4 separate regions of the Mus musculus genome follow, and regions 1, 2 and 4 are each linked to region 3. The links are chromatin contacts, called in public ChIA-PET maps. All regions are on one chromosome and are shown on one strand. Each heading gives the region's core, a stretch centred on a gene start, on an enhancer-like site or on the middle of the called end of the contact. The rest is flanking DNA. Distances are from core to core; before and after follow the strand shown. Region 1 has its middle 43 kb from the start of Gm40754. Region 2 overlaps Ppp1r12a (protein phosphatase 1, regulatory subunit 12A). Region 3 overlaps Gm29685 (predicted gene, 29685). Region 4 holds the start of Ppp1r12a (protein phosphatase 1, regulatory subunit 12A).

Region 1 (4,675 bases), core at 140-2,639, 160 kb before region 3:
AGGATGTATAATAGGCAAGATCAGGTAATTGACTAGATAAGAGGCAGGAGTGGATGGAACAAATATGTATGACATGTAAACATATGTATATATGTGATAGATTTCTAGCTTAATTGGAGGTTCTGTTCACCTTCACTTGTGAGAAGTTCCTCATCAGACAGAGGGCCAAGTGGGAAACTGAAGGTGGAGTGCCCGTGGTGTATCTTTACAGAGATCTTCACACAATCTTAAAACATTTACTTATGTTTATTTCTTAGTGTGGAACTTGGGGTGGGGCCCATGTTACACTGTGTATGTGAAAGCCAGAAGAGGAGAGTCTTGTCTCCCCACCTTGTTTATAAGGCAAGGTCTCTTTTGCTATTTCTGAAGCTTTACAGATATAGTGGATTCTTTGGTCTACCTCTCCTATGCAGCTGTGGGGCTGCTCTGGGGTTGGGATTTACAGACATCACATCTGGATTTCTTTTTCTTTTTCTTTTTCTTTTTCTTTTTCTTTTTCTTTTTCTTTTTCTTTTTCTTTTCCTTTTCCTTTTCCTTTTCCTTTTCCTTTTTCTTTTTCTTTTTCTTTCTTTTTCTTTTTAATCTTGCTGGCCTCATCCTACAGTTTAATACAGAGTCTGAACTTTCATTAGAGGGTTAAGTGCCTTTTATAGATAATGCATGTGTTCCTGTGATGACTCCCTGAACTACCGCATCTAACATTTTGAATACTCCTACATGCTCTGATTCAAGCTTCAAATGCTACCTCATCCTTGATTTCAGCGAAGCCAACCATGTTTGCATTCGGGGAAGTGTATAAGAACCGACTCTCTGCCTGGAAGCTGCAGCTGCTTTGACTGCTTGCTCTCAGTAGCAGTTTCTATTCATGTTGGCTCATGGCTGAAGCTCACTTCTTGGTACCCAAGCTCTCCCATTGTGCATTGCCGTCTCCCATCAGAGCTCCCTGACTGCACACTTGGGGCTTGCCAGGAGATGACCTGACTTGGCAAAGCTGGGTCAAGCCTGGGCTCCTAATTCTTTGTGGTGAGCGTTTACTGTTTATGTGTCTCAGAGCTCACCCTTCTTCTAGGAAATAACGGCATTGCGTTTTCCTTTGGTGGGTCCCTCCTTCCCATTCAGCACCGTTGGTGGCTCTGAAGCAGCTGCAGCTGCATTCTCTACTAGGCTGTGCTCCATATAACAGTCAGTTATTATACAGTCAGTGCTCCATATAACCTCAGCGTCTCAGTGCTGATTACCGGCTCAAAAATGATGCCGTTCAAGTGGAAGCCTTGTAGTATTCAGTATGCTTTATGCTTCCCCAAATTCATGTGCTTTGAAAGATTCCTCTCTGTTTCTGTCTCCCACCCCCCTTTTTCCTTTGGTTGAAGATGTAGCTTGGGGAGGTGCTATTGACCTGAAAATTAAGTCATCTTCAGGAAAAGGCAGGGAGACCACATCCTCCCTGCATGCCTATCTAAACCGCTGGGGTTTTCAAATTGAGTTGTTTTGGTATAAGAATTTTTTTTCTAGTTCTTGATGCCCCTTTACTGACAAAATAAGCATACATTGTCAGGATTGGTCAGGAGTTGTTGACATGGTAGAGTACAAATTAGAGGCAAAAGTCTTTGCCCTTGTGCAGTTCACATTGATTGGAGGACATCCTCAGATTTCCTTAACAGTACTTAATGCCTGCCAGGACTTTGCTCAGTTCTTAGTGACAAATACTTCTGACCCTGGGCTTTGCTTACCAGGTCATTCACAGTTTCCACCCCGAGCATGTGTACACTGTTGCTCTCTTCAGACACACATGAAGAGGGCATCTGATCCCACTACATGGCTGTGAGCCACCATGTGGTTGCTGGGAATTGGACTCAGGACCTCTGGAAGAGCAGTCAGTGCTCTTAAACCACTGAACTATCTCTCCAGCCTGAGAGCTTTGTATTTTCCAGGCATCAATTTTGTTCACTCAATTATCTTGCCAGATCAGAATCTCGGGTGCTACTGATCTTCTCTAAGTTGTCTGACCAACATTACCTCAGACCTAGTTTTAGGCAATTAATTAACTAATTATGTTGATGTTTTGTTTTGTGTGCTGATTTTCACATGCCATAGAAATAGGGACTATGAAATATTTTTACAAGTCAGGTGGTGGTGAGAAGGGAGGTGGGGGCTGTGGAGAGAGAGAGACAGCTAAGGGCTCATCTCAATGCTGTCACTCACAGCAGCATCCAGAGGGAGAGGCTCAGAGAGAATGATGCTGGTCGAAACAAGCAGGGTGATCTTTCATCGTCCTTCTCACCTTTCTTCCTTTAGTTATTTGAAATGTAGTCATTAAACCATTTTTTAGAACTAGTGTAGAAGATGAACTGCAGTGTGCAGAGGACCACAAAATCCTTGCCTCTATGAAACTTGTACTCTAAGGGAGTAAGGCATGGAATTCTGAGCCCTCGTGTATAAGCCTATCAAGAATGAGGGGTGGGCATGGTTACGTAATCTCTCCAAAACCAGAGGAAGGGCCGAGAGAAGAGCCAGTGTGTGTGTGATGCTAAGCCCATGTGTGTGGCAGAAGAAACTGAGTAGGTCGGAGGTACGCAGTGTTGAGCGTGAACTAGTGGATGACATTTGGCGGATGTTCCTTTAAATACAAGCTGAGTGCATTCTGAAATAGAATGCTGGGAACCAGAAAAAGAACCCAGGCAGTTTTCAAGTGAGATGAAGATTTAAAGAAGAAAATTACATCAGGGGCTGGGGTCAGTGGTTCAGTTCACATGGTGGTTCACAAACACTGGGGACTCCAGTTCCAGGGGATCTGATGGTTACCTCTAACCTCTGCAGGCACTAAGCAAACATGTGGTGAACGTACATATATGCAAGCAGACATGCTTTCATACTCACAGAACAAGTAAATACATCTTACAAGATACTTCAAAGGTTGGAGTTTTCCCTGAGTGATTGTTATGATAGTGTTTTGGGAGAAAATTTAAAAGCCTGTTCTTCTCACACATCATTGCATATCTTTTGATAAGTAGAATGTAAAAATGATCAGGATATACATATGCACACACATGTATGCATGTACATACATACATACACACACATGTAAAAGTGATCAGGATATACATATGCACACACATGTATGCATGCACATACATATATACATACATACACACACATGTGCACACACATGCAGACCCTACAGACTACTTTTTTTAATCTAGGGGAAATGAATGGTGTGGTGATAGTCAGCCAAGCTCAGGATTGCTTGGTAAAACCCCCCTCAGCAGCGATTCCATCTCATTAGGACTTTTAAACTTGAAAGTCTAGAGTTGGAATTTCAGAATCTCCATTTTCAGAAGACTTCCTAGTCGTATTCAGACCCAGTGAGATTTGCAACTGCTTGCTGTGGATGTCTGCTGGTGACCTGTATCTATTCTGGAAGTAAATCTGTCACGCTATGGACAGCCTTCCTTCAGTAGGTCAGATTTCTTAGTCTGATCTGGCCATAGAGGATGTTTATATTGAGGCTGTAATCTTCAGCCAGAAGTAGGATGGTGTGTTGAAGCTAAGGGACAGCGATAGGGTTGTAGAGTTAACCTCGTTCTTCTCTTGATAGTGTCTTATGTAGCCTAGACTGTGAACTCCTGATGTTGTATAGCTGGCCCTTCTGTCTCTACTTTCCAAGTGCTGAGATTAGAGGTGTGTACTGCCACACCCAGATGATTAACCTTGATTTTTAATCTTCTTGGCTTGTTGGCCCAATAAGAAGTTTCACCCACACCGTCCAGTATCTGCTAAGAGGACCTAATACAGGTGAGGAGACATTCTTGCCATGCCCTTAATCTGCATCCTCATTGGGTTGGGCCTAGACCTCAGCCACATAATCACCACTTGATCAGGGCTGTTTCAACTGCAACAAAAGTAATTCAAATTATTTCGATTTTAAAAGGTTATTGGTTCAGATCACTAACCGGTATGGCAGGTGAATTTCCAGGCATATTAGTAATCATGAAAGATGCATAGACGCTGGAGGTGGGAAAACTTCAGGGATGACTTTATGGTTAAAGGTGATTGTTTAGTTTGCTTTAGTAAAATACTCTGACACTACCCCGCAAAAAAATTGGGAAGGAAAAAGTTTATTTGGCTTACATTTCTAGGTCACATTCCATCACTGAGGGGAATCAGGGCAGGAGCTGCAGCAGAAACCATGGAAGAACATTGCGTACTGGGTATCTCTTTCACTTGCTCAGCTAGCTTTTTTAGATGGCGCAGAACCAGCAGCCTAAGGATGGTGATGCCCTTGGCCCTCCCCCATCAGTCATCAGTCATGGACTCTCTCACAGACAACCACAAGCTAGACTGACAGCAGCAAAATCCTTCAGCTGAGATTCCTTCTTCCCATGTGAGGCTAGCTAGGTCCTGGAGGCCTGGACTAGTTGAAATGGAGCCAGCGGGACTCACTACTAGAAGCATCATTGTGGGATCTGCCCAAGCTGAGGCACAGACATGAAAGAGGGGGAGGGGGGTCTGCATTCAAAGGAAGATAAAGGAGACAAGGAGCGAGTAAAAAAGAGATTGCAAGTAAGGGGCATGATTAGTGCACAGGAAGATGCCAAAGGCCCACAGCAGACTCGGTGATTTCAGTGCAGTGTTTTTCTTTTTTTTTTTTCTGGCTAGATTCCTTCCTTTCACTTGT
Region 2 (4,299 bases), core at 743-3,242, 250 kb before region 3:
AGATCTTTTGCCAATCTGTTGGTTGTCCTTTTGTCCTCTTGACAATATCCTTTGCAAAATTATGAGGTCCCATTTGTCGTTTCTTGATCTTAGAGCATAAGCCATTGGCATTCTGTTCAGGAATTTCCCCCTGTGCCCATGTGTTCGAGGCTCTTCCCCACTTTTTCCTCTATAAGTTTCAGTGTATCTGGTTTTATGTGGAAGTCCTTGATCCACTTGGACTTGGGCTTTGTACAAGGAGATAGGAATGGGTCGATTTGCATTTTTCTATATGCTGACCACCAGTTGAACCGGCACTATTTGTTAAAATGCTGTCCTTCAACAGAGGAATGGATACAGAAACTGTGGTACATTTACACGATGGAGTACTACTCAGCTATTAAAAAAGATGAATTCATGAAATTCGTAGGTAAATGGATAAAACTAGATAATGTAATCCTGAGTGAGGTAACCCAATCCCAAAAGAACATTCATGATATACACTCACTGATAAGTGGATATTAGCTCAAAAGCTCCAAATAACCAGGATACAATTCACAGACCACATGAAGCTCAAGAAGAAGGAAGACCAAAGTGTGGGTGACTCGGTCCTTCTTAGAAGAACAAAATACTCACAGGAACAAATATGGAGATCAAGTGTTGAGCAGAGACTGAAGGAAAGGTTACCCAGAGACTGTCCCACCTGGGGATTCACCCATATTCAGTTACCAAACCCAGACACTATTTTGGATGCCAAGAAGTGCAGGCTGAAAGGATCCTGATATGGCTGTCTCCTGAGAGGTCCTGCCAGAGCCTTACATATACAGAGGTGGATATTTGCAGCCAAATATTGGACTGAGCACCAGCACTCTATTGGGTCCCCAATAAAGGAGTTAGAAAAAGGACTGAAGGAGTTGGAGGGGTTTGCAGCCCTACAGGAAGAACAGCAATATCAACCAACCAGACTCCCCAGAGCTCCCAGGGACTAAGCCATCAACAAAGGAGTACCCATGGCTCCAGCTGCATATGTAGCAGAGAATGACCTTGTCATGCATCAATTGGAGGAGAGGTCCTTGGTCCTATGAAGGCTTGATGCCCCAGTGTAGGGGAATTGAGGGTGGGGAGGTAGGAGTGGGTGGGTGCAGGAACACCCTCATAGAAGCAGGGGTAGGGAGGATGTGATAGCATATTTCCAGGAGAGAGGGGAACTGGGAAAGGGGATAACATTTGAAATGTAAGTAAAGAAAATATTCCAATAAAAAATCAATATGGGAGCACAGTAGCCACAGAGAGGAAATAAATGAGGCCTAAGTAGAAAACATCAAGATGACACAGTTCTAAAATTAAAGAGATACCCAATACTCCACCAGAAGGCTCTTAGATTCGATAAAAACTATCAGCAAGATAGCAAAATATAAAAATCAACATAAAAGACCAACAACATTACTATACTTCAATAGCAAATATTTAAGAAAGCAAAAATACTTCTTCATAACTGCCTCCAAAAATAACCCCAAGCAAACAAACAAACAAAAACTCTAACTGTAATATACTAGACCCACTGAAGGCAGTGAGAGGATTCCACAACAGCAACTGTAAAACAGTCAGACAAACTCTAACTACAATACACCAAACCTACCGAAGGCAGTGAAAGGATACTACAATAGAAATTGTAAAACAGTCAGGAAGAAAACAGACAGACATCAGAAGATGGAGAGATCTGCCATGCTCATAAACTAGAAACATGTCATGCTGCCTAGCCTTAGGTTAACTTGACACAAACTAGAGTTACCTGAAAGGAGGAAGCTTCAATTGAGAAAATGCCTCCCTAAGATCCAGGCATAAGGCCTTTTCTCAATTAGTGACTGATGAAGGGAGACCCATCTATTGTGGGTAGTGCTATCCTTGGGCTGATGGTCCTAGGTTCTGTAAGAAATCAGGCTGAGCAAGCCAGTAAACAACATCTGTTCATGGCATCTGTACCAGTGCCTACCTACAGGTTTCTACCCTGCTTGACTTCCTGCCTGCCCTGACTCCCTTTGGTGGTGAACAGCAATATGGAAGTTGAGTAAACCCTTTCCTCCACAGCTTGCTTTTTGGTCATGGTGTTTTGTTGCAGCCATAGAATCCCTAAGACAAGTGTATTATTATAGAAAAGGACACACTACCAAAACAACCTATAGATTATACACAACTCATCAAAATTCCAGGGTTATTCTTTATAATTATAATAATAATACCCTTAATATACATATAGAAGCACAAAATGCTTGCTCGTCAAAGCAATGCTGAGCAAAAACAAAATGCTGGAGTAATGTATTAGCATACCCTACTGCAATTATATTACAGAGTACACCAGCACAAAACAGACACAGAGGTCAGTAGAACAGAGGAGTCAAGCCAAATGTAACCACCCGATTTTGAAAAATACTCCAAAACATAAACATTGAAAACAACCTCTTCAACAAACAGTGGCCATGGTGAAATTGTACAGCCACCCATATAACAGAATGAAACTGGGTCCCTATTTCTCACCCTGTGTAAAGACCAAATGGGCGCAGATCAAAGATCTGCCTAAGTAAAAGAGAAAACACTTAACAAATGGGAATAGGCTCAGATTTCCTGAACAGGACCCCAATCTCTCATAAAATAATACCAACAACTGACAAATGGAATTCCATTAAACTACAAAAGCTTGTGTTTAGCAAAGGAAATCATCAAGCGACAGCCTATGTAACAGGAGAAAAAAGTTGTTAGCTTTCATTTTTGACATAATTAGTATCTAGGCCACAAGGATTAAAAAAAGAACTATACAAGAAATCAAACAATCAGTACATGGGTTAGTGAAAACAGAAGACAGTTCCCAGAAGATGAAGTATAAATGGCCAGGAAACATTGAAAATGTTATTTTCACTAGCCATCAGAGAAATGCCAATCACAATCACAGTGAGAGTCTATCTCATCCCAGTGATGATGGCAGTCATTAAGAAAACAGTAACAGCAAATCACGGTGAGGATGTGACAAAAGAGAACCCTGATATGCTGCTGTTCAGAATGTAAACTAGCATAGCCACTAAGCTCTCATATCCATAGGGGTATGGATCTAGCACATACCCCTGCTATACCAAAAACTACAAGTCACCTGCGTTGGCTGGTTTTTATATTAACTTGACACAAGTCAGGGCATCTAGAAAGAGGAAACTTCAATTGAGAAAATGCTTTCATTAGACTGGCCTGCCTGAAGGCATCCCAGTGCAGCATTTTCTTAATTAGCGGATGATGGGGAGGGCGCAGCCTATTGTGGGTAGCACCACCCCAGGCAGGTGGTCCTGGGTTGTATAGGAAAGCAGACTGCACAAGCTAAGAGTGAGCAGTACTCCTCCACTGCCCCTGTTTTAGTTCCTATCTCCAGGTTCCTGCCTTTAGTTTCCTCAATGATGAAGTGTGACCTAAGACTTGTAAGCTGAAAAAGTCCTTGCTTTTCGTCAAGTTAGTGTTTTATGACAACAACAGAACCCTAACTAATACACCAATGTACCAATATGATACTGGCACATAGATGTTTATTGTAGTACTGTTTACAATAGCCAATTTAAATAGTCCAAGTTATGGACTCCACCTAGGTGTCAATCAACAGAGGAATAGACAAAGAATGTAATTAATATATACAATGGATTCTTTTTTAGCCATAAAGAAGTGACTTCTGTAAAATATGAAGAAGGTAATTTTTATTCTTAACCCTTTTTAAATTAAGCTCTTAAGATGTGGCTGCATAAGTCATAATTCTGGAACTATGGTAATCTTTTACATGTAACTAAAAACATACCAAATGACTCAGCAGGTTTATGACTCAATCAAATCTATGCAAGGAAATTATATAGAACTGTTATTGCTTTTTCAGTCTCAAAAGCTGTATTTTAAAAAGTACAAGCATTAGCATTTGAAGAAAGAGGTTGAGTTTCATTTTACCAGAGGAAACAAAAAGATAACTATCAAAAGATAATACACGCCACGGATTTCTTATGTGCCATACTGTACTGTGTGTACCAGTATTTCTTATGTGCCATACTGTACTGTGTGTACCAGTATTTCTTATGTGCCATACTGTACTGTGTGTACCAGTATTTCTTATGTGCCATACTGTACTGTGTGTACCAGGTCACCCTAGTTAAGCCTCACAACAGTCCTATTATCCCATCTTAGAGAAGAGAAAACTGAAACTAGAAGACTGAGCCTGCCCAAATCACAACTCGCAGGAATTGGCGAGGAAGCACTTGTAATCCATATTAGCTGACTCAAAGCCTAAGTACCTAACTTTTA
Region 3 (4,747 bases), core at 370-2,869:
TGTGTTTGAATCAGTACTGCCTTCCTAGGGATTTAATTTTGACTCTGTTTACTGTTTCCTTGTCATGAACTCCTTGCATGCTGTGAATTCTTCAGAGAAGAAAAGATGATGGTGGTGACAGATGGAAAATAGTAACAAAGTCAATAACCATGGTAAGTGAGGATGGCGGTCGAGCTTAGAAGAGTCTGAATATTACCCTCTACTTATAGAGCATCCAGCAGAAATAGCCGAGCGTTCGTTTGCCCTGGGCTTTGCAGTTCACTCCATGGGTGCCAGTAGAGTTGGTTCTTTTTACCACTGTGGATCTTAGTTAGTATCAGGAAATACTATCATCCTTCCATTTCAAAGATATTAAGGTCAGGAGTGCGACATAACTGCCCCCTCCAAACTGTCTCAGAAGGTGCATACATTTGAGTGTCTTCTCTTTTCACTCTGTCAAGAGCAGCTCATTTCCTACTAGAGGCTCTTTGTTCAGTGAGGATTTGTGAAATTGAACCATGTACTCTTAGGGCAGAAGGAATGAAGGTTATTTGGAGCATGATGACCTCACAGTTAGAGACAAAGGCCTTACCTACAAAGGTAGGCCTTGGGGGAAGAGTGGTGGCTTATGGGTACTAGGAGTTTGGTAACTAGAGAACAGAGCACCAGTTTCCTTATTTCCTGTACTTTTGGAAATCATATAAATAGTAAAGTTTGATGATGGGGAGAAAAGAGTTCTTTAGGAAAGTGTGTGTGTGTGTGTGTGTGTGTGTGTGTGTGTGTGTGTATGTATATGTGTGTGTATGCGTGTGTGTGTGTGTATGTGTGTGTGTGTGTATGTGTGTGTATGCATGTGTGTGTGTGTAGATGTGTGCAGATGCCCAGTAAGTTTTGTGTTTTATTCTTTGCTAATGAAGATCCAGAGGTTTTAATTTTTTCCCCTCCCAAATCCCAGCTGAACGCTGGAGGGTCAGAGGTGCTGGAACAAACAGTGACAAAGACACAGTGTGTTCTAAGCCAAGTGACAAAGCAGATGCAAATAAATAACGGGACTTGAGGGCACCCATCCAAAAGAACCCCGGGATCCCAGGAGCAAAACAGTCTTTGGCTCTTAGACAATTTAAAGTCGCAGATGAGTGAGTTTTGCATGCTCCGAAACTACGAGGTTAGGTATCAGACTCAGTTCCCTGATTCAAAATCTCCAAACTTTGTCATAACATATATATATATACATATATATGTGTGTGTGTGTGTATGTATATGTGTGTGTATGCGTGTGTGTGTATGTGTGTGTGTATGTATATATGTGTGTATGCGTGTGTGTGTATGTATGTGTGTGTGTGTGTGTGTGTGTGTGTGTGTGTATGTGTGTGTGTGTGTGTGTACTGTCTTAGAGCTACTTTAGGTTTACTACAAAGTTGAGAGAAGCCCATGTAGGTTCTGCATGTATCATCTGTCTCAGTCCTTTGGTGTTGCTATAACAAAGTGCTCTCTGTGTGGTGGACAGACAACAGACATGTGTTTCTTACAGTTCTGGAAGGTAGGAAAGGAAGGGGGAATGTATAAGCAGATCTGGAGTCTGATGAGGGCCTGGAGCCTGGTTCATAGACAACTATGTATTCACTGGGTTTTCACATGGCAAAGGAAGTGGCGGACTGTGTGGGTTTCCCTTTTACTACAGTGGTAATCTCATGAACAAAGGCTCTGCAGTGATAAATTAATCTTTACTGAGTCCCCCTACCCAACCCAACATCATCACCCTGATGATTAAGATATTGATATAAGGACTGGGGGGAGATATGTCCAGTCTACAGTCTCCCTCCCTCCATTCATACAGAGAATCCCTCTATCAATATTCTCCACTAGGGTAGTTCATTTCTTACAACTGCTGCATCTGTGCTGGCACATTATGATCACTTAACCCCAGAGAGCATCTTAAGACAGCGGTCCTCGACATGTGGGTCATGACCCATTTAGAGAGTGAATGCTCTCTTCACAGGGGTCACCTGAGACCACTGAAAAACACAGATATTTACAGTATGATTCATAGCAATGGCAAAATTACAGTTATGAAGTAGCAATGAAAATAGTTTGATGGTTGTGGGTCAGCACCAATGAGGAACGATATTAAAGGGTCTCACTGTTATGAAGGTTGAGAACCACCACCTTAAGGTTTCTTAATTTTTCCTCCCTGTGGATCCTTTATACCTGAGAAATGTCATGCGATCCTGGAGTTTTAGGCACATAAAATAGGTACTCAAATAAAACATTTACTGATAAGCAAGAAAGAAGTAAACTAATCTTTGGAAAATATAAAATTTTATCATTTACTAAGGACAAACAGTTGTACATGAATGAGATGAATACAAGTTTTTGTTTTTGCAGAAAGGATTAAATCTTGTTTAAGAATTTGATACCACAGAACATAGAGCATTTCGAAAATGTCTCAGAGTTGATCAGTATTTTGGTTTTTATAATAATCAGTACTTTGGGTGTGGTTTCACATGACTTTACAGTACAAAATGGCATTTCATACTCATTTCAGAAGTGGTTGAAAATTCCATCTGAGTTGTAAGCCAAAATTCGTTTAGTAATTTTTTTTTATGAAGTCAGCAACTCAAACAGATATTCTTTAAATGAAACATTTGAACACAGCGCAAACCTAAGAAATGCTAATTTGGTTCTACGTGCTGAGGCATAAGAATATTAAAAAGTCTTTACACTCCATGACTAAACTACACATTTCTGTAAGAGTGGAAAATATCTCATCTACAGTAATAGCAATCGGCAGCAAATAACAGTTTAGACTCTTGAACTGCATTCAAATGGAGACCAGGCAGGAAAGAATTCCAGAGGAGACAAAAACCAGTCAGGCCTCATAAGTGACTTTATCCTTGTTTGACTTGCAAACATAACTGAAACTTAACCTGAGCTATTTCTTGTAAATGCCAATATGAACATAAAATGAAACTAAAGTTCAACCCATAAAAGCCACAAATTAACTTTTAAATGTATAACTAGAGCCTTCTATCAAGGCAGACCAAGTAAGGTCATTTTATAGCCAGAACCAAACGAATTTTTTTTCTGCTCTACTTGTATTTGTGCATATTTTAAAAGATGTCCACTTGCAATTCTTGCTCCAGTACTGTGACATCCATAGACCATGATTTGTCCAAGTAAATGCTTTATAATTCTACTGGGTCTCGTGTTACCTTTAAGCAACAATATGTGTTTTGAATATGACAATTTGTGAATTTATACACATACTTACAAGTTGGAACTGTCATAAATAAGATTTAAAATATCCATGTAAGCCGGGCGTGGTGGCACATGCCTTTAATCCCACCACTCAGGAGGCGGAGGCAGGAAGATTTCTGAGTTCGAGGCCAGCCTGGTCTACAAAGTGAGTTCCAGAACAGCCAGGGCTATACAGAGAAACCCTGTCTTGAAAAGCCAAAAATAAATAAATAAATATCCATGTAAAAAGCATTGGTTTGTGTGTGTGTGTGTGTGTGTGTGTGTGTGTGTGTGTACCAAAGTTTTGGATTCTTCTGTATAAGTACTAAGGAGGCTTAGATTCCCATGAAAAAAAGTGTGCCTGGGTTCATTAAAAAAGCAGCGAAACCAGGGTTAGGTTTGTAACTCTGTTAGTAGACTGTCTAGCATACACAAAGCACGGTGGTGTGTGGGTTCCCTCTCCCCTCAGGGTCATTAACCACTGACCTGTGAGGGCAGAGGGGACCCAAGCGGCAAGTAGGGTTCAGAGAACTGTGAGTATGACGGCAGGACTTGTGGAGGCAGCCCCAGTGAGACAGCTCTACTTCAGTGTTCAGGGATAGGGATATGTAAGAGATAATAACCTCGTACTTAGTCATCATATGGCAAGAAGAGCAGAGTGGGACTTACTGGCTGAATCATGCAGGACTTGCAGGCAGCTCTGTGCAGGCTCATCCTGCAGCAGGGTCAGGCATCTGTACTTAAAGACACTAGAGATAAGGTCAGTGGAGAAAGGGAAGCCCCGCCAAGAAAGGGAGTCTTCCATTTTACTCCGGAGAGCTATCGGGTCATGGTGGACTGCTGTTTATTAAGCAGGGTCTTCCAACAGTGGTGTTCACTTATATACCCAGCTCTCTGGAAGTCGGAGGTAGGAGGACCGGAAGTTGAAGGCTATTCTTGGCTACCTAATGAGGGTGAGGCTTACCTGTGCTAATACCTGTTTCAAACCAAACCAAACCAAACCAAACCAAACCAAACCAAACCAAACCAAACCAAACCAAACCAAACCAAACCAAACCAGAGTAAGCCCCTAACAAAGTGGCTTGCAAAATGGCTGTACCATTATTCTGCATTCCCACCAGCGACAAATCAGAGTCCTCGGTGCTGTCTACAATGGCCAACATTGGATGCTTGTTGTCAGTGTTAATGATGAGCGGTATGAGTTGTCTTTTCACATGCTGATTTATCATCCGAGCATCTTCTCCAGTGCGGTATCTCCATGCCTTTGTCCTGTTTTAATATTGGGCTGTTTGTTTTTCTTTTTCTTGGATATTTTCTTTATTTACATTTCAAATTTTATCCCTTTCGCATTTCTCACCAAGCTTCCGGAACTCTCCTATCCCATTCCCCCTCCCCCTGCTTCTATGAGGGTGCTCCCCCACCCTCTCCCGCCTCCATGCCCTGGCATTCCCCTACACCGGGGCATCGAACCTTCACAGGACCAAGGACCTCTTCTCCCACTGATGTCCTACAAGGTCATCCTCTGCTACAT
Region 4 (4,343 bases), core at 1,443-3,942, 210 kb before region 3:
TCTTTTAGGGACTTTGGCTTCTTTGATTTAAGGAACGTGCTCCACACCAACTGCAAATAAAAATGCTTTATACAAATGGCATAAACTTAGAAACATCTCCTGTCAACTCAAACAAAATATGCAGTCATAGAGACTATACCTACATTCACTAAACCACTGAATTCAGTTAATCAAGAAGATATCATTAAGTCTGGCTTCTTTAAATAAGTAAAAACTGTTAAACACAAGCCTTTAAAAGCCAATTTCTTGTCTTTTCAACTATCTAAACTAGTACTGCAACATTAAAAAAAAATGTTAGACATTGTCTTCTTCCTCTAAGCCAGTACAATTCTCCAAAGGGAATAAACTTCACACTTCTACTTAGTTTTAGAAAACATGCTGATATAAACCACTATCCAATTATTCTGACATATAGTTAAGTGTGTCTCAGAACCAATTTCTCATTTAAACTTGCCAAGGACATGTGAAAAAAGAAGATTATTTTTTTAATGTTATATGATAAAAATTTTTAATGCTGAAGGTGATTTCCTTCTCAAAACCATGTTTCCAGATCTAGATTTATAATGTGCCTTAAGCTGTAAGCAAATGAACTTTGCATTACATTAGAGAACCACCCTATATTTTCCTTTGGTGCCATTCTAAATTCCAGATCTGTCCTGCAGATTGTCAGGCACTTCAGCCCTTCCAGTCAGCTTTGTAAACAAAGGCTACGCCAAGCTTGATATGTGAATTTGATTAAATAAAACTTTAAATGGTCATCACTTATTAAAGCAGGAAACAATAAAAGGAAAATGCCTCCATACCATGTCTTTTTAAAAGGTATAAAGTTAACAGGCACAAAATAATAAAGTTTAGGTACAAAGTGCGGAGCCTTAGGTTTCAACCTCTGTTTTTAACCACACTATTATTCAAAATAGAGCTATGCTCTCCCACACAACCAAGAGGAGTCTGAGGGGAGCGGGAAAATTCTTTTTCACTGTAAATTTCCTAGTAATTCCAAGTTTCTTAATATGAAAATAGAAAGAATCTGTCGTGGCATCTATTACCAGCACTTTAAACTTGCTTTTCAAGCAGAACTCTAAGGGTTCTGTTGCTTTTGGCTTGTTAAAGGCAAAGCAACATTATCTCTGGATTGCCAATAGTTTCTCCTTATTTGGCTAACATTGAGAGATCCCAATCGGACTACTATAAAACTTTAACATGCACAAAGCATCCATTTTGAGAAAAGGTTGTGATTAGCTTTGGTTTTTTTTTTTTCTCTCCCCCTCCCCACCACCACCACCAAAAAATAAAAAAATAATAATAATAAAGTTTGGCAACTGTCTTTGAGGAGTACACAGTGTTTATTCCCATCTTCCCTAGCCCCGGTGTGCACTCCAGGAGCCAGGACTCAGGGATCTGTGACTGCGACCAACTTCGAGTACAGGAACCCATAGACTCCAGTTACGAGGTGGGCAAGCCCACTCGGGAAGACTTCCCTTATCAGATTCACTACCAATCCCCTCTCTTTCAGCCACTCCGGATTAGCTAATTACACCCCGTTTCCCCCTCCCCAGTGACCAAGAGTAATAAAGGAGAAAACAGGAAATCGTTCGCTCGGGGCACCCGGCTTTAAGGGTTCGGGCTTTAAGGGTTCGGGATCACTAATATCATCATCCTCATTTGTAATCAAGTCCTAAAAATGTACACCAACACCAATGCCCACCTCCAGGCCAGTGGGCTCCATCTGCCCCAAGAGTCCCTGTTAGTGGATTTTTTTTTTTCAACAACCCTCCCCGCCCCACGGTCTATCACTGACACCGGGCCTCGGCACAACCCATTACTCTCCGGCTCGGCTTGACCCAGACTACCAGACCCAGACACATGTCCACAAATGGCCCTGGAGGCCCCCAAGAGGACCACAGTCCATTCTGCCCCGCGCCCAGGAACATCGGCCGGGTCCCCCCCCAAACTGCACAGGCTGCGGGCGAGCGGCTCTGGAGGGGGGCCCGGAGCCCCGCGCCCCAGCCAGCCTCCCGCGACGGAGCCGCCCCCTCACCCGCAAGCAGGGAGTCTCCCGCCACCCCCCGGCCTCAGCCCCGGCCCCGGGCGCGAGCACCACAGCGGGCCCCGGGGTTCCGGGGTCCGGATGAGGGGACGCCGGGCACACAGACCTGGTGCAGGGCGGTGAGTCCGTCCACATTGGCGTAATTGATGTCGGCGCCGCGGTGCAGCAGCTTGAGGACCTCGTCCGTGTCGCCGCTGGAGCAGGCGGCGAGGAAGACGGCGCCATCGTCGAACTTCACCTTGGTCTTCTGGCGCTTCACCACGGGCGGCTCGAGGTCCGTCTCGGAGCCGATCCAGCGCTTCAGCTGCTCGTTCCGCTTCTGCTTCGCGTCCGCCATCTTCATCCCCTCTCCAGCCGCCGGCTCCTCTTATCGCGAGCTGGGGCGGGGGGGAAGGGGGCGGCGGCGGCGAGGGGACGCCGCCGGGGGGAGTATGCGACCGCGTCGGCGACAGAAAGAGAGAGAGAGAGAGAGAGAGGGGCCGGAGCGGAGCGGAGCCGCGAGCCGGGGAGGAGACGCTCGAGACTTCCAGTATCCCACAGAGCACTGGGGCGAGCCCGGCCGAGCGGGCCTCTCTTCCTACCACAGACGCCCTCCCGCCCCCGGCACGGCCGCCCGCCCGTCAGTCCGTCAGCCGCGGCCCGGCTGAGCGTAACTTCGCGAGATCGCGGCCGGGGAGGCGCCCTGCGGCCCAGTGCGCATGCGCGCTCCCGCCTCGGCCTGGGCCTCGGCTTCGGCCCGGCCCAGGAAGAGCTCGGGGGCCGAGCGCTGGCGGGGGCGCTACCGGAGGGAAGCGGGTGTGGCTCTGGCAGCCGGGGGCTGGGCCGCTCCTGGAAGGGAGGAGGCCGGGAAGGAAGGTTGTCTCGTCCGGCGGGACCGAGAGCTCTAGAGGCAGCCGGGTCGGGCGGCGAGGCGGGACCGGGCTGACCTGCCTGCCTCCTCCCGGGCTCGGCGGGCCGCGCGAGGCGTCTGCCCGGGGCGGAGGGTTTTCCTATTGGCTGCGTGATTTGAATGGAGAGGACACGGGTCGTGCATTAGGTGCTTGTGGGGGTTGCTCTTCCCGAGGAACTCGGGGGGAAACCCGGGCGATCCTGATGAGAGCGTTTTAAAAGTGGGGTCGGAGTCGTCTCCACGGCCCCGGTGGCATTGACCGAGGTGATCGCCTACTGGCAGGGGATGGTGACCTGCGGTTAATTGCAGTGGCTTCCTGCAAACACCCACTGCAGAAATGTCTTTCCTCTTAGGCTTGCTCAGTATTGTTGTTTTGTTTTTCCCCCGTCTTTAAGCCTGTTTTGATTTCTTCTTCCTCCATCGCTTTTCGGCCTGGGTGGCACTGCCCATGAGGGCTAGTTCAGCCTTGTTAACTGCTCCTGACCTTTTAAGGGATTTACGGTTTCAGCTCCATTGCTTTCTATGGAGTAAAGACCCGGCTGCGTCTAGAATTCAAAAGGAATGTGGACGAAGGCAGTTACTTCGACTGATATTTATCCAGTACATGTCTAAAAAGTCGTGACTTCCTAGGCTCTGAAAATACAGTAAATACGATTTATTTGAGCCCATTTCTTAAATTCTTGTGTTGCAAAGAACATCATAAGGAGATTTTAGCTTTGCCTTTTCTAAACACTCTCCCGTCCCATACACTTTAGATCTATAATGTCATAAAACCCTACCACTGGTCCTTTTTGGGAATCCTGTAGACTGTGAACCCCCCCACCCCCAAAGAAAATAGTTGCCTTGCCCCTAACCGCCTCCCAGTGCTGGGAATACAGCAGTGAAAAGTTATTTTCTTACTCTTCAGCATGTTGCCTTTCTGGTAGATTAGAATAACTGAGTAAAATATGCTGGGGGAACCACCTTATAGAACTGAATATTCTGAATTTCAATGTTAGGAATAGTAATAAAATCCAAGCTAAGATAAAACTACTTCCTTGAAACACAAAACGAGTGTGCCACACATGAAATACATCTATATCTTCATAAAATGTATTGAGGATCATACCACTAGACCTCTGCACAACAATGAGAACAGTGGTGTTTGGTACTGAATCATCATCATCATCTTCTTCTTCTTCTTCTTCTTCTTCTTCTTCTTCTTCTTCTTCTTCTTCTTCTTCTTCTTCCTCCTCCTCCTCCTCCTCCTCCTCCTCCTCCTCCTCCTCCTCCTCCTCCTCCTCCTCCTCCTCCTCCTCCTCCTCTTCTTCTTCTCTCTCTCTCTCTCTCTCTCTCTCTCTCTCTCTCTCTCTCTCTTTCTCTCTCTCTCTCTCTTTCTTTTCCAGATACGGTTTCTCCATGTAGATC

The links. ChIA-PET counts read pairs in DNA pulled down with a chosen protein or histone mark.
Region 1: an RNA polymerase II ChIA-PET map of memory CD8 T cells shows a contact between it and region 3, with 43 read pairs. The contact joins two enhancer-like sites. A contact is called at or near these places in 1 of 15 datasets of contacts at CTCF or cohesin (pro-B cells) and 3 of 115 datasets of contacts at active chromatin or transcription factors (embryonic stem cells, memory CD8 T cells and oligodendrocyte precursor cells).
Region 2: a contact with region 3 is called in an RNA polymerase II ChIA-PET map of memory CD8 T cells, with 9 read pairs. The contact joins two enhancer-like sites. A contact is called at or near these places in 1 of 15 datasets of contacts at CTCF or cohesin (pro-B cells), 4 of 484 Hi-C or Micro-C datasets (the HPC-7 cell line, group 2 innate lymphoid cells, liver and 1 more), 1 of 115 datasets of contacts at active chromatin or transcription factors (memory CD8 T cells) and 1 of 9 other capture datasets (bone marrow-derived macrophages).
Region 4: an RNA polymerase II ChIA-PET map of memory CD8 T cells shows a contact between it and region 3, with 148 read pairs. The contact joins the promoter of Ppp1r12a here to the enhancer-like site in region 3. A contact is called at or near these places in 8 of 39 promoter capture datasets (the C10 cell line, the HPC-7 cell line, HPC-7-derived erythroid cells and 5 more), 3 of 15 datasets of contacts at CTCF or cohesin (CD8 T cells, the NIH/3T3 cell line and pro-B cells), 20 of 484 Hi-C or Micro-C datasets (the C2C12 cell line, the G1E-ER4 cell line, the HPC-5 cell line and 14 more), 25 of 115 datasets of contacts at active chromatin or transcription factors (the 230-238 cell line, the HPC-7 cell line, SST interneurons and 19 more) and 3 of 9 other capture datasets (adipose tissue, bone marrow-derived macrophages and pancreatic islet).

The regions. Positions count from the first base shown.
Region 1 is chr10:108,115,140-108,119,814 of GRCm38.p6, reverse strand. No RefSeq gene overlaps it. Among named protein-coding and RNA genes, the nearest start is that of Gm40754, 43 kb to the left of the region's middle. Within about 2 kb of position 1,389, at least 55 of the 459 cell types and tissues checked have an H3K27ac peak or open chromatin away from gene starts, as enhancers often do. A contact at or near this core is called in memory CD8 T cells, where this site is marked.
Region 2 is chr10:108,201,339-108,205,637 of GRCm38.p6, reverse strand. The region is part of intron 2 of Ppp1r12a (protein phosphatase 1, regulatory subunit 12A); the gene reads right to left. Among named protein-coding and RNA genes, the nearest start is that of Ppp1r12a, 41 kb to the right of the region's middle. Within about 2 kb of position 1,992, at least 4 of the 459 cell types and tissues checked have an H3K27ac peak or open chromatin away from gene starts, as enhancers often do. A contact at or near this core is called in memory CD8 T cells, where this site is marked.
Region 3 is chr10:107,950,908-107,955,654 of GRCm38.p6, reverse strand. The region is part of intron 1 of Gm29685 (predicted gene, 29685); the gene reads right to left. Among named protein-coding and RNA genes, the nearest start is that of Gm29685, 6.6 kb to the right of the region's middle. Within about 2 kb of position 1,619, at least 10 of the 459 cell types and tissues checked have an H3K27ac peak or open chromatin away from gene starts, as enhancers often do. A contact at or near this core is called in CD8 T cells, adipose tissue and memory CD8 T cells, where this site is marked.
Region 4 is chr10:108,160,447-108,164,789 of GRCm38.p6, reverse strand. It overlaps Ppp1r12a (protein phosphatase 1, regulatory subunit 12A), which reads right to left and starts at 2,692. Exons shown (of 25, transcript NM_001368736.1): 1 at 2,154-2,692. The coding sequence starts at 2,390.